Linked DNA regions of Mus musculus: region 1 is linked to region 2. A link is a contact called in public promoter capture Hi-C data. All regions are on one chromosome and are shown on one strand. Each heading gives the region's core, a stretch centred on a gene start, on an enhancer-like site or on the middle of the called end of the contact. The rest is flanking DNA. Distances are from core to core; before and after follow the strand shown.

The links. Capture Hi-C pulls out chosen DNA fragments and counts their contacts.
Region 1: a promoter capture Hi-C map of adipose tissue shows a contact between it and region 2. The contact joins two enhancer-like sites. A contact is called at or near these places in 1 of 484 Hi-C or Micro-C datasets (nephron progenitors), 2 of 115 datasets of contacts at active chromatin or transcription factors (cardiomyocytes and extraembryonic endoderm stem cells) and 3 of 9 other capture datasets (adipose tissue, liver and pancreatic islet).

The regions. Positions count from the first base shown.
Region 1 is chr14:101,910,682-101,917,399 of GRCm38.p6, forward strand. Lmo7 (LIM domain only 7) reads left to right here. Exons shown (of 31, transcript NM_201529.2): 16 at 85-199; 17 at 1,318-1,479; 18 at 2,559-2,665; 19 at 3,596-3,656; 20 at 5,007-5,063. Among named protein-coding and RNA genes, the nearest start is that of Lmo7, 180 kb to the left of the region's middle. Within about 2 kb of position 5,195, at least 7 of the 459 cell types and tissues checked have an H3K27ac peak or open chromatin away from gene starts, as enhancers often do. A contact at or near this core is called in adipose tissue, where this site is marked.
Region 2 is chr14:101,818,880-101,825,337 of GRCm38.p6, forward strand. The region is part of intron 3 of Lmo7 (LIM domain only 7); the gene reads left to right. Among named protein-coding and RNA genes, the nearest start is that of Lmo7, 92 kb to the left of the region's middle. Within about 2 kb of position 3,657, at least 17 of the 459 cell types and tissues checked have an H3K27ac peak or open chromatin away from gene starts, as enhancers often do. A contact at or near this core is called in adipose tissue, where this site is marked.

The DNA of each region.
Region 1 (6,718 bases), core at 3,945-6,444, 93 kb after region 2:
GCAGCCTCCCATCTTAATGGATAGGTTTTCCTCTGTGTGGGTGCCAGGGACACCTGATAGCAGCGTTTCATGTTTTACTTTCAGGATCAGTTCAGCGATATGAGAGTCAGCATAAACCAGACGCCCGGGAACAAACCTGTCTTTGGGTTTACGATAAAATGGGATATTTCTGGGATCTTCGTAGCATCAGTCGAACAAGGTAACTATAATCCTAACAATAGACCTAACTCTATTGTGCTCCCTTCTCTTCTGTGTATGTGGGAAATGAGAAGTGACTTGATTTGGAATGTAGTGGGTACATGTGGGAAAGATGCATTTCAGTGGAGGCAAAGGACAGTTTCTTCCCTGAGACAAATAGTTGGAATTACATATTGTTTATTTTCCCTTCCTAATTCATTTGTTTTGAAGAAGCTCTATTTTGTAACCTTAGAGGGTTTTTTTTTTTTTTAAAGACTCAATTTCTAGAAGTGTTAACATGTAGTACTTACCTGAAAGTCTAAGTTTTCTGTAAACAATTGTGTTTTGTGGTAGGTGCATAAGGCAACCAACATGGGGGTTGTTTACATTGTTGTTTACAGTGGCTCGACCCAAATGTGTCACACATGCTAGGCCCTCTGTCCGTGGTCACCTCCCATGAAGAATATTTTCTAAGCATTGATAATGTTTTATCTGTCACGTTTTGTATGTTGACGGTGCTTTGGAATTCTGCTGACTGATTACTTCTTCCACAGCCAGGGTTATGTCAAGGCAAACACAGAAACTGCTCAATACGCCCTCAAGGTTGAAAACTACAGTGATATCTGTCTATGAGAGGAGGTCCCTCTTTAATGATTCCTATTATCCAGAACTGTGTGTTGAGTTGGCTCTTTTAAAATTGTTGTAATCATTGTGCTTTCGTGGTAGTTTTATGTGGTACTCTTTTTTTCCCCTTCTTTTCCCACCCCCAGAGTTCTAGTTGATGCTCAATTAATGTATATATTTCACATTTTTAGTTTAAAAATAATTACATTGCTTCTCTTTGTCCCTCAGATGATTAAGTTATTTTTTTATTGTCTGAATTTAAAATTTCTCCTTTCCATGTAAACAAAGATAGAGACTATGAAATAAATAATGCCCTTGGTACTTCATGTGGTGTAAGGATTCAGATATTAGATATATCTGAGATATGATACATATGAAAATATCGGTGTTACTCCCCTACTGGAAATGAATTGAACTTGCTGAGATGAAAAAGTCATTCTCTTTAATTTAAAGAAACAGCAGAGAGCATACTGTACAGGTTTCTCTTCATCCAACTGTTCCCTTTATGTTGTTTAGGTAGCCCAGCAGAATTTTCTCAGCTGCAGGTAGATGATGAAATTCTTGCCATCAATAACACCAAGTTTTCATATAAGGATACAAAAAAGTGGGAGGAAGTTATGGCAAACGCCCAAGAAACTGGAAACTTAGTGATGGACGTCCGGCGTTACGGAAAGTCTGGTGAGTTCACTTCCCACTGTGTCTGGCTTTTTAAATAAGGAAACCCAACTTGGGCAGATGGTTCTAACAGTTGGCTTCATTAATCCTCTCCCCACCCCCATTTTACATAGCTTTGTGCTTACAGTTGTTTTGTCATCGTTGTTGGGACAAATCACAAACACTGCCTCTGAGTATTCTTTCTGAAAATGCTTCACTAGCAAATCTACTGAATTCGACACCATTTTGCTTTTTTCTGTAACTGATAGAGCTGAATGTACATGTCAATTAAAAGCAAATGTATCTGTACCTGGGAGTCGCAACTATTCTTTCTACTTTAGCAACTGTGTGTATTCGTTACTTGATCTTCATGATCACAAAGCTAAGCATTAAAAACGGCAGTGTGAGGTGGGCAGTGGTGGCTCACACCTTTAATCCTAGGACTGGAAAGGCAGAGGCAGGTGGATATCTGAGCCTGAGGGCAGCTGGTCTACAGAGTAAGTTCCAGGACAGCCTGTCTCAGAAAAAAAAAAAAAAAAAACAAAAACAAGAACAGCCAAAAAGAATGGCTGTCCAGTTTCCTGTTCTCTGCACTATTCAACTATACTGCTGCCCTCAAGGTCCCAGTGGGACATGTTCCTACCTATTCTCATAGCAGTTTAATCTGCTTTTTATACCATAGTGTTTCTGTGTCATAGGTGATGGTCAGGTGGAAGGGAGCATTGAGTCTCTTCAGTCTTTGCTATTGGCATATAACATGTAGTCCCAATTTAAGAAAAGAATCAGCACATTTGCTAGTTTTCTTGTTACTAACTACCGTGATTTTTTAACTTTTGTGTCTTGGGAAGGTGGTCTGCTGGCTAAAGCCCTAAAGTCTCTGTCATTTACATGTGACTTGATTCACCTGTCTGACTGTCTGTACATCTATCTGTGTACATTTTATATCTGTGCATTCAGTAACTGTATTCTTTCCACTTTACCGTCTATGTGTATTCCTTACTTGATCTTCATGTGCCAATCAGACTGGGGCAAAGACCAACCTTCCCTGCCATTTATACGGCATAAAACCCTCAATCTTACCAGTGTGGCTACCAAAATTATAGGTTCATCTGAAACAAAGTGGATCGATACAACATCAGGAATTTACAACTCAGACAAGTCTTCAAGTTTATCAGTCACAACTGATTTCTCTGAAAGCCTTCAGAGTCCTGTAAGTAGAACAGAGTACCCCTAGAGGCCATAGATATGGGGGAAGCAATGGTTTGTGAAATCATTTTGATACAATATAAGATAAAGTTAGGGTATACTGAGTACCTAGACTAAGTGTAGCTTTGAAAATACGTTTTTATTAGCAGCCTATCATTATTGAGTTATGTAATGATATTGACATCCCATAATGATGTTCTGCCCGTGGTGCTCACCAGTGTCAACATCACAGGCCTCTCTCAGATCTGTGTGAATGAGAAAGAGCTAATGTGGAAGATTGCATGCTATAAGTGATCTGTGTGCTCTCCAGTCAACTGGTAAAGTGTGCACCATGGAGCCTCACAAAGCATCTTAATTCTTACATGGTGAATCTGATAGATTGGATTGCTTATGTGACCAAGACATCATCAGTTTTGTGAATTGATTCAAAAACTATAATGTATGAAATTTCAAAACGTTAAAAGCAGTATTTTTTTCATGCAGTTTTTTTTAAAAAATGCATCTATTTCTAATCATAATTATTCATTTTCAGTTGATAATTTAAACTTTGACCTGAATAAACTTATCTAATATAAGAAAGTATTAATACAGTTTTGAAGGATTGAAATGTTAAAGAATCTTAAATGGCTGTTTTACTACTCATAAATATAAACCAAATGAAGGACTGATTATTTTATCTATCATGCCTCTAAGAACATCAATGACTGATTAAACTTATGGTCATCTTTGCCTGCAGCTAGTCATTAATCCTTTTACAAGTATTGGAGAGTCATGAAAAACATTAAGATTTTACTACACATAAGCTACGAGGAATTAATCAACACCCTGAAAAACCCATCTTGTTTAAAGATACTTTTCCCTAATGAGAGATACATTATTTAATTCCGAAGTCCAATCAGACAGAATGTTAATTAGCTTTTCTCCCGCTTTCCAGTATACTGAATCCAAAGAAGTCAATGGAATTCACGAGGAAAGTAACCCCTTTGATTCAAAAGGTAAAACTCACTCTTAAATTGCTTCTGTTGGTTGCACATGGTAAATCATAAGCTCAAGATCTGCCATAAAAGTTAATATCTGTAAGTGAAGGAAAACTGGAGGCACAGCAAGTTTAAACCAAATAGCATGTAGATGCAATTGTGGCCAGGTGAGAGGGAGTCAGTGCCAGCCTGGAATGTGTCAAGATCTCTAAACAAGCTCAGCAGCCTGCTCAGGGCTCTGGGTACCTAAGCCAAGGGAGAACAGATTTTCCCAGGGCCAGCAGCTTCCTGGCTATGGAGTGTTGGCAGAAGGATCTTCATTTAAACACAAAATGGTGAGGCTGCCCTTCCTCCCTCACTGTTTTAAAAAGGACCAATGTGCAGGGGGCAGATCCTGGCAGAGAAACACCAATGGCAGCAACAGTTGAGGGAAGGCACACTTGTCTGAAAAAAGATGGCAGAGTGTCCAGGCTGATGTTAGAGTTCTCACTCTCTGCTTTGACCGTTCAGCAATAATCTAGCTACTGAATATTGTGTGCTATTCTGTAGACATACCAGAAAGAGTTTTCAGGTCCATATAAGCAGAAAAGAAGCTAGAAAAAGCTACAGGTCTTACACCATGAGCCAGGGCCTCTTGTCGTAGGACTGTTTGTTTTGGTGACTTTAGACATACCTGGGCAGATACATTGAACAAAGCTGATCAAAGTCTGTGAATCTCCCGTGATTAGTATCTCTGCCCTTCATTTCTAATAATTAGAAGCTGGGGTTGGTTTTATTTTTTCCTTTATCCACATAGTTTTAAAATGAGAATTGCTTATATTCCTTCATGATACTAAAATCGAAGGGATCCCTGTTCTGTTCTGCCAGTGGCCCGAATAGTAGAGCCAATTGATATGACGTCTACATTGTGACCTTGGGACTCTGTGCTACTCGAGGGTTGTTTAGTTAAAAAGTCAGCAGCAGTTGTTTTCACTGGATTGTTCTTTATGGTGAACTGCTTTTGTTGACGTCTCCTCTAGATGCTTTTCAATTCCCCTTTATCATATTGTAAAAGCGCTTGGGGAGAATTAACTTTAGGTTGATTAACCTAAACAAAAACTGCTAGTTTTCATTTCTTGGGGGACATTATGCTTTAAGAAGACTGTATGCCTCTCCTTGCTGTGACGGTACGATGCTACCGACTAAAAATAATTAATACAAGCATTGGTTCCTTTTACTAATTAGAATGTCGTGTAGACTACTCAAACGTGTGTGTCTGCCTTGAAATAATCTCTTCTCTTCAGTGGCTACCAATTTTGTTATTTGGAAAATAATATTGCTAAGGATTGGAAGAATGACGTGGTATTTATTTTCTTATTTTCCAACTAGCATCAGAATCCATTTCTTTGAAAAATTTAAAAAGGCGATCACAATTTTTTGAACAAGGTAAACCGACAAGCTAAACTATTCCCGGGCTCTCATGATCTCATCTCTCACTCCAGCCTTCTGTAGTCTGTGCTTCCAGGCACCAGTCTCTTTCCATCTTGCTATTCTTGTGACCAAGCAACGTAACCCGTTTCCCTTCTTTCCCCAGGATGGCCAGGCTTTTCTTACAGCTCCTGGGTCTACCTCTGTGGTAACGGGCTTTGCGTGTCCTTTGTCTAGCTTTCCAGCTGTTTCTCCCCCCCCCCCTCTCTTAACCTTGTGAAGGAAACAAAGCAAAACCACCCACGCACTGAGATGCTGCTACACACACGTGTTTCCCCACCGGGTAACAGGAAGACTTGAGGAATTTCATTTTCAGCTTCCTGCTTCCGTCACTTGCACAGCTTGCCATTAGATTACACCAACATATGTTTGGTAGACTTCCCAAAACAGCAAAAACAAACAAACAAACCTGGCTCTGGTCATGGGAGATACCATTCCTGAAGAGCAGAGTTACTTGTCGTTATTGGAATGATGGAGTTGGAAGGCATAGAATGATGACTCTGTTGATGTCAAAGGCAATGTAAAGTAAAGGAGATTTGGTGGCACCTAACACAGGAGCACTGAGAAGTCATCTATGTTGGTGTAGCTGCACGAACTGCCTCGTGAGGTGTGATGCATGCGGCTTCTCTTCATCCTCACATCTGTCTAACCCTCTGTCTCCTGAATGTGGTTTCAACTCTGTTTTGCTATGAGGAACTTAAAAGTAATATCTAACATTTTAGTTGCAACATGACAGGAGATTTACTGTTGCTATCTGAAATGTTACTATTTCTTTAAAGATTCATGAAACATTTCAAAAATTGCTTTATGATACCTACTGGGTTTGTGTCTGTTGTGTTTATTACCTAATATTCTTCTTAAAGTAGATTAAGTTTCCTCTCAGACCATAAATAGAGTTTATCAGCTGTCCTTGGTGCTTTTGATTCATATATATATATATATATATTTTTTTTTTTTTTTTACTAAACTTATTGTTTTCTGTGGTTATTCAGTTGAAGTGATATCACACACCTAATTCAAGCTGGCTAAAACAAAATAATGCCTTGTCTTTATTCTAGTTTTCTCTAATTTTTCTTCAGTGAGCTATTTTAGGGACAAGAATTTTCCTAATTCTTATGACAACTTAAAAAAAATAGTTATATAAGTGAATAATTTATGTGACGGTGGAGATTTCAGAAAAATTTCTAAATACTGTATAATACTATACTTTCTGAAATTTCACTTTTCTAGAATTGTACAATGTGTTGACACATATTTATACAAGCTCCCTGATGAAAGAAGGAATAAGCTAACCGAGTGTAGTCATACCCAGCTCGAATGCCAAGGCTAGGCAGGAAAATTAAAAGTTCAAGACCATCCTGGATTAAAGGGGCAGGGGCATCCACACCTGAAGTCCCAGCACATGGAAGTTGGAGGCAGACGGACTCAAAGTTCACAGTCAGTGTTTGTTTGCTACATTAGTTGAGCTTGAGGTCAGCCTGGGTTTCATTCTCAGAAAGCAACAATAGAGTATAATAATAATAATAATAATAATAATAATAATAACAATAACAACAACAACAACAACACTGTGCCTGCTGGGTTACACATCAAACTTGAATACTTGTGTTTCA
Region 2 (6,458 bases), core at 2,407-4,906:
ATGACCCTTAATTGATCAAGTCTTCTTTCATAAACAATCACATTCTTCCTATTTCTTCTCTGCTTTCTATTAATTACAAAACTGTTTAAAATAGAAAAAAAAAAATCTAACTAACTAACCCAGGAGTTAGTCCATATCTTCCAAATAACTATGTGGCGCTTAGTGTGGGTATGTTCAACGTACCGAAACTCAACACCAACAATGTGGGAATAAAAAAATGTTCAACAACAAAGTAAAACCCCAAGGCAGAGGCAAGACATCCTGATGGTGAAAAGAGCCGCTGAAGCAGAATAATGTTTACCATCGGATTGTTAGCGTACAGGAAACACAATATGTGGAGAAACAGCCAGGAAGTTGTTAACCCTGAGTCCTTCAGCCATGTAGAACACCTGACAATGTATTGGTGTATAAATAAATCCAGTTGTAAACTGTAAGTCTGTAAGTAAATCAAGGTTTCTCCCCCTCAGCATCACTGACCTCAGGGGCAGACAATACTTTATGTAGAGCTCTACCTTGCGCAATGAACTTTGTGGTTTTTTTTTTTTTTTTTTTTTTTTGGTTTTTTGAGACAGGGTTTCTCTGTATAGCCCTGGCTGTCCAGGAACTCACTTTGTAGACCAGGCTGGCCTTGAACTCAGAAATCCACCTGCCTCTGCCTCCCAAATGCTGGGATTAAAGGCGTGGCGCTACCACGCCCGGCCGCACGGAACTTTCTTTAGTGGCATTGCAGCCTCTGAGACTGACCGGAGGATAAAGCACTTTTCTATCATTTGTGATCACTAAACAAGTCTGACATTGCCACTCACCCCTAGGAGATAAAACCATCCCCAGTTGAGAACTACTTAGCTGAAGAAGCAAGATGGTGAGCACCAGGCTTTTCCTACAAGGATCATGTGACCGACTCTGCCTGAGGACTTCACCTCCCCCTCCCTTCTGCCCCTTTTCCATTTCAATTGTGATTTCCCTTTGGAAAGAAGTGGTGCTTCAGAACATGCAGCCGGACTTATTTGCTTGAATATGTGGGCTCCATGGAAAAATTCTTGGTGTGTCCAAATCTGTTTGAAAGTAGGGGCTGAACTGAACCTGCTTGGTGTAAAGAATTACCTTTGTGCTCTTGGCTGGCATGGGGCTCATCCTTGTAATCCCAGGACTCAGGAAGTTGAGGCAGGAGGATCTTGAGTTCAGCCAGGGCCTGCTTAGGCTCCATAGAGGGTTTGAGGCCAACTTCAAACTATCTAGTCCAATAGTGTTAACTCTTAAGGGCAGAATTGGGCCAAGGGTGGCATTGAAGTTGAGAAGGCAGACTCCTCATTGGAGGAAATGGGCAGAGATCCCAGCTAGTGGATACTGTTGGGTGTGTTCACTTCTCTTGCCTGTCATGGCTGGTCCAGGGACAGCGCAGGCCCGGGTCCTTTCTGACTGCTGTTTTCTAGGTGAGTTGATGTGTGCTTGTGTGATGTCACCCTTATCCATCACTTTCGTGATGGTGTGACTTAGTGGAGCCTCATTGTGCCTGCCTCAGCTTGTTCTTTTCCAGAAGCCGTGCAAACTTGACCTGGGAACCTGCTGTCAAGGTGACCTGGCTACCTTGCTGCTCTTAGGTGTGGACTGACTCTCTGTACCACCACCCACCTCTTTTTTTTTTTTTACTTTTCAGGAAAGAGTGAAAATCTGTAGGCAATGATGCTTTTGTTTGTTTGTTTGTTTGTTTTCTCCTACAATTCAAGAAGTACAGATATAATGAGCTAAAGGAAATGAATGCCCCTCTCCTGCAAACAACTGCCTTCTTAAGGAACTCCTCTGGCTAACCACTCACCTGTTTGGGGCTCACAGGCATTATTTCCTCAGTTATAATGATCAGATGCATTCATGGGCATACTCTAGTGTTTAAGGACAGAAAACATCGGAACTGGATGTATAACAATGTTTCCCTAGCATATCTAAGGCTCTGGGTTCCATATGTTCCTCAGCAAATCTCACAAGCAATCAAACACACAAAACAAAACTAACCTACCTCCTAACCAACCTACGGACCAACCAACCCAGAAAACACATCAGAGCCTAAGACGTCTACGTGTCTATAGAGTAGCAAGATGAAACAGTTACTTAGGATCCAGGGATCTGTCCTCTCCTGGGGCATCTTTTGTTTTCTGCTGATTTTGGAGATGACTCTGAGTTCTCAGTTCTACCTCAGAACATGTGGAAAGTGAATTCTTTTTGACTTGTGCATCCTTGCCTGTTTGATTGCAAGTCAATATGACTAGTAATTCTGACAGCTGTGTTCCTCATCTTCCATCTTCAGAGGGATAGAGATAAACATTTATATGCTGGGGAAGGTATGGAGAGGGAGACAGCCAGCCGCCACCATGATGGGCTGTCTGCTCATGCTCAGCTCCGCTTCATTCTCAGGCTTTTATTTCACCACAATTGGTAATTAGTGAAGGTTCTGTGTGTCCATGAGGTTTCATGCTCTTTCAATTTTATTTCTCTCAAATCGCCACCATAGATCAGTTTTATGTCTATTGTATCAGATCTTGATACTCCATTGAGTTAAAAGATGAATATCTCTGTTTCTAACTCATTTCCAAATAGATAATGAATATTAGAAGATATTAATAAGATTGATTAAAATAGTTAAATTCGCATAATCATCATCACCATCTATTATGTTGGTTTTTGGAAACACAAGTCCAGCCCTTGCTGTCCTGAAACTTACTCTGTAGGCCATACTGGCTCTGAACTCAGGGATCCACCTGCCTCTGCCTCCTGAGTGCTGGGAATGAAGGAGCGCACACCCACACCTGGCAAATTGCTTCATTATTAAACTACAATGAGCAATATTTCCTGAGGGACCACAAACCACACTCCAAGTCATATAACTAGCTTAAATGCTAAAATGGCTCTATTGTCAGTCACATTCAAAACAGATATTTACTTATTTCTCTTGAGATAGTGTCATAATGTAGCCCAAGCTGTCTCAAATGCCCACTAGCCTCTCATATACTGATATTCACCGTTTCTCTGTAATCCTAGCACCAATAAGTAAAGCTCTGGGTACTCCATCTTCTATGGAAACAATATAATAGTAGTAATATTACAATATTGCTTACTCATGTAAGAAATTACAGCATAAAAGCTAAGCATCTACTAAAAATGAGATGAATGAAAAATGTTTTCCGTGGTTTCATGTTAATTGATTCATTTTGGTAATGATGTTTCCCTGGGATTGCTGGGGATTGCCATCTATGTTTTGAAACAGTCCCTGCATCGGATCTATTGGCCAGGGCATGTGTGACGCCATCTTGTTGGTAAGAAAGGTTAGCTATAAATGCGGGGGTGCCTGAGCACTTCTAGAGAGGTGGCGTATGAAGACGGCCATGGTGGGTGACCTGCTTACACAGCCTTCTCTCCTTGCTTCTCTCCTCCTTTCAATAAAAGACAAGAGTCATCAGGGATGAAAATTTAAAACTTGCCGTCAACCTTGAGTTGTTTTATTTATATGTGTGTGTGTGTGTGTGTGTGTGTGTGTGTGTGCGCGTGCGCGTGCGTGCACACAACTGTGGAATTGGAGTTGGTGTCTGCTTCCACCTCTCTAGGCTCTGGGCATTGACCTCAGGTTGCCAGGCTTGCAGGGCCAGCACCTTTACCCTCTGAGTCATTGCATAGGTCCCCTGAGTTGTTGCTGATACCCAGTGATGATGTAGTGCAGCAAAGCAGGAAACTCCTGTTTGATTTCCAGCCACAATTTCTTAATCACCTGCTGGCACAAGTTCAGGAGCATTTCCTCAGATCTCCCAAAGCTGCTCGGTTTTTAAGTCTGAGATCCACATTTATATGTCAAGTTTCTGCCTTGGGGCCAGCTTCTTTTTTCTTTCATAACTTTAATGAATTAGAATTGCTAAACCAATACTCTATCTTGTGGAGTTGAAAAATAATTAATCCAAAAAAAAAAACCCAATTGATTCAGTATCTGAGTAGGATTATCTCATAGTTTCATCCAAATGAATTTGGAACAGTCCCTTTTAAGGTAATTTGCGCTATGTAGGAATTGCCTATCGGGGAGCAAATGAGGTTGCTAAGAAATAGAATGGAAGGTTTGAAACCAATGTGAGGCCCTGGTCCCTTGATAAGTCTCAGGAAGGCCCTCCCTTCCTGGAAACATTTACTGAATGCCTACTGTGAGGTCAGGCCACTTTCTCACACTTGGGACAAGGCTACCAAGAAGGCTGAGACAATTACTCTCTGGGAGCCGGCATTCCCTGCAGTGAGGTGAGAGCCGCATCAGGATACTGCAGATGAATAATGTTTGATACATGCTAATAACTCCAGGGAAGGAAATACAAGACTGCCTTAGTTGCCAGCAGTTATATGGGGAAAGGGATGTAAGTGGATAATGATGCTGAAGAGGGGCCTGCGTGAAGTGGCTGGAGGACTGATCTTGGGCGGGTGGGTGGGAGGTTTCCAGATCTAAGGAAGAGAGGAGGGTATGTTTATAAAAGACTTAGGTCTGATTGGTGTGAGGAGAGGTGGGTAAGCCAGACTGCGGAAGCCTCACTGGCATAGTTGGGAGTCTAAGGGAATATTCTGAGAACAATGTAATTTGTTGTCCCCAGGTTAGTGGTTCCTATGGTTGTGGGTGCACAGTATCCGTGAGTATACATGAGAAGCAGTGCACTGTGTGTTTTCAATGGGTGGCGTGTGTTATCTGAATAAAGCTGCTAGCTCATGTTAGTGCGGCTACTCGAGGAGCAGACTACAAGGAACTTAGGAAGAGAGAAAGCCGGTTGAATAGTTCAGTTACTTCGATGGCTTGTTTTCTGTATTAGCTTGACTGTGATAAGGGATGCCTAGATATTTGGTCAGCTGTGATTCCTGGCATTGCTTATGAGTGTGTGTTTAGATGACATTAGCCTTTGAATCAGTAAATTAAGGAAAGCGGATGGGGGTGGGTCTTATCCATCAGTTGTTATCTATCAGTTGCTATCCATCAGTGGAAGGCTGCTCTGAAGAAGGCTGACCTTTCTATGGAGAGGGAGCTTCTCTGCTTGCCTGAGCAGCCACACAGGCTTTCCCTCCTTTGGACTGAATTGAAGGATCAGTCAACTTTCCTGTCCTCCAGGTCATCCTACTTTGGAATAGTACCATGGCATGGACTCTCCTGGGTCTCCAGGTTGGGACATTGCAGCCTCCACTTTAACATTTATTTTTTATTACTTTATTTCTTTATTGTGTGTGTGTGTGTGTGTGTGTGTGTGTGTGAGTTCACACTTGTGAAGGTTAGATGACAACTTTCAGGAGGTGCTGCTTTTCTTTGAGGTAAGATCATTAGCTTGAACTCACGTGGTTGTCAGGTTTAGCAGCAAGCACCTTTACCGCCTGAGCCATTTGACTGACCCAAGAAGTCCTTTTCTATATCCACCCTGTTGATTCTCTTTCTCTGGAGAGTCTGGATGGGCCACTTTATTTATGATTATTTTATGTATTTATACCACTAATCTTTCCCTTTGGTGCCTCTGCTTTCATTTAATTCTGGCAAGATGCATGCTCCCAGGGCCTTGGGATAGTTGAAATGGACGAAAACAGGCTCCGTGATTGTGTCTATGGATGAAGCTTGAATAGCTGCTAAAGAAGTCAGAGTGTTTAAATTTATGGAAACTTTAAGCAGAATTACTGGCAATTTACCTCAAAGTTTGTACTTGCCCTGTTTGTATTTGAAGAAGAAGGTCGAGATGAGAAAACACAGGAAACAATTTAATTTACAGATGTCGGAACCCTAAGGTGGGGCAAATGTGGTAGACCTCAGGGTCTGCAATTAATGGTCGGAGGTTGGGTTGACAAGATGGCTCAGTGGGTAAGGGTTCTTGCCACCAAGTCTGATGACCTGAGTTCTACTCTGGGGTCCACTTGATAGTTAAGTTATCCTCTGATTTCATATACTGTGGTGTACATGTGTACACATGCATGGACATGCACATCTATACATACATTGGCATGCATCACATACACATGTGAATAAAACAGACATACAGATAGATAGAATTTTTTAAATGCACTATATTCCAGCTTCTTGACATTTTTATATCCCAGTCAGTGTCTTGACACTTTTTTTTTACAGCCTTTGGTTTTCCCCCTCTTACTCCTGAATAAGAAGTGCAGAATTAGCTTGTTATAGAAGCTTTGTCTTGTTAGGGAGCCACTGCTAGTCCCTCCTTATAATACCTGTAATTTATGGATCTGAAGACATCTATCTGTCCTACAAATGCCATCTGCTGCAGTGCCTCACCCACAGACTGCCTCTCTCCTCCATGGAACTGCTTGCTGAGCCTTATCTTTTCACCAATGCACTTCCAAGGCAGAGAACACCACCGAGAAGGAAGTTAGTTAGCTCCAGGGCAAGAAACGGAAGACCCCAGCCATGTTCACCCAGACCCCACTGTGATAGGTTCCACAGACTATCT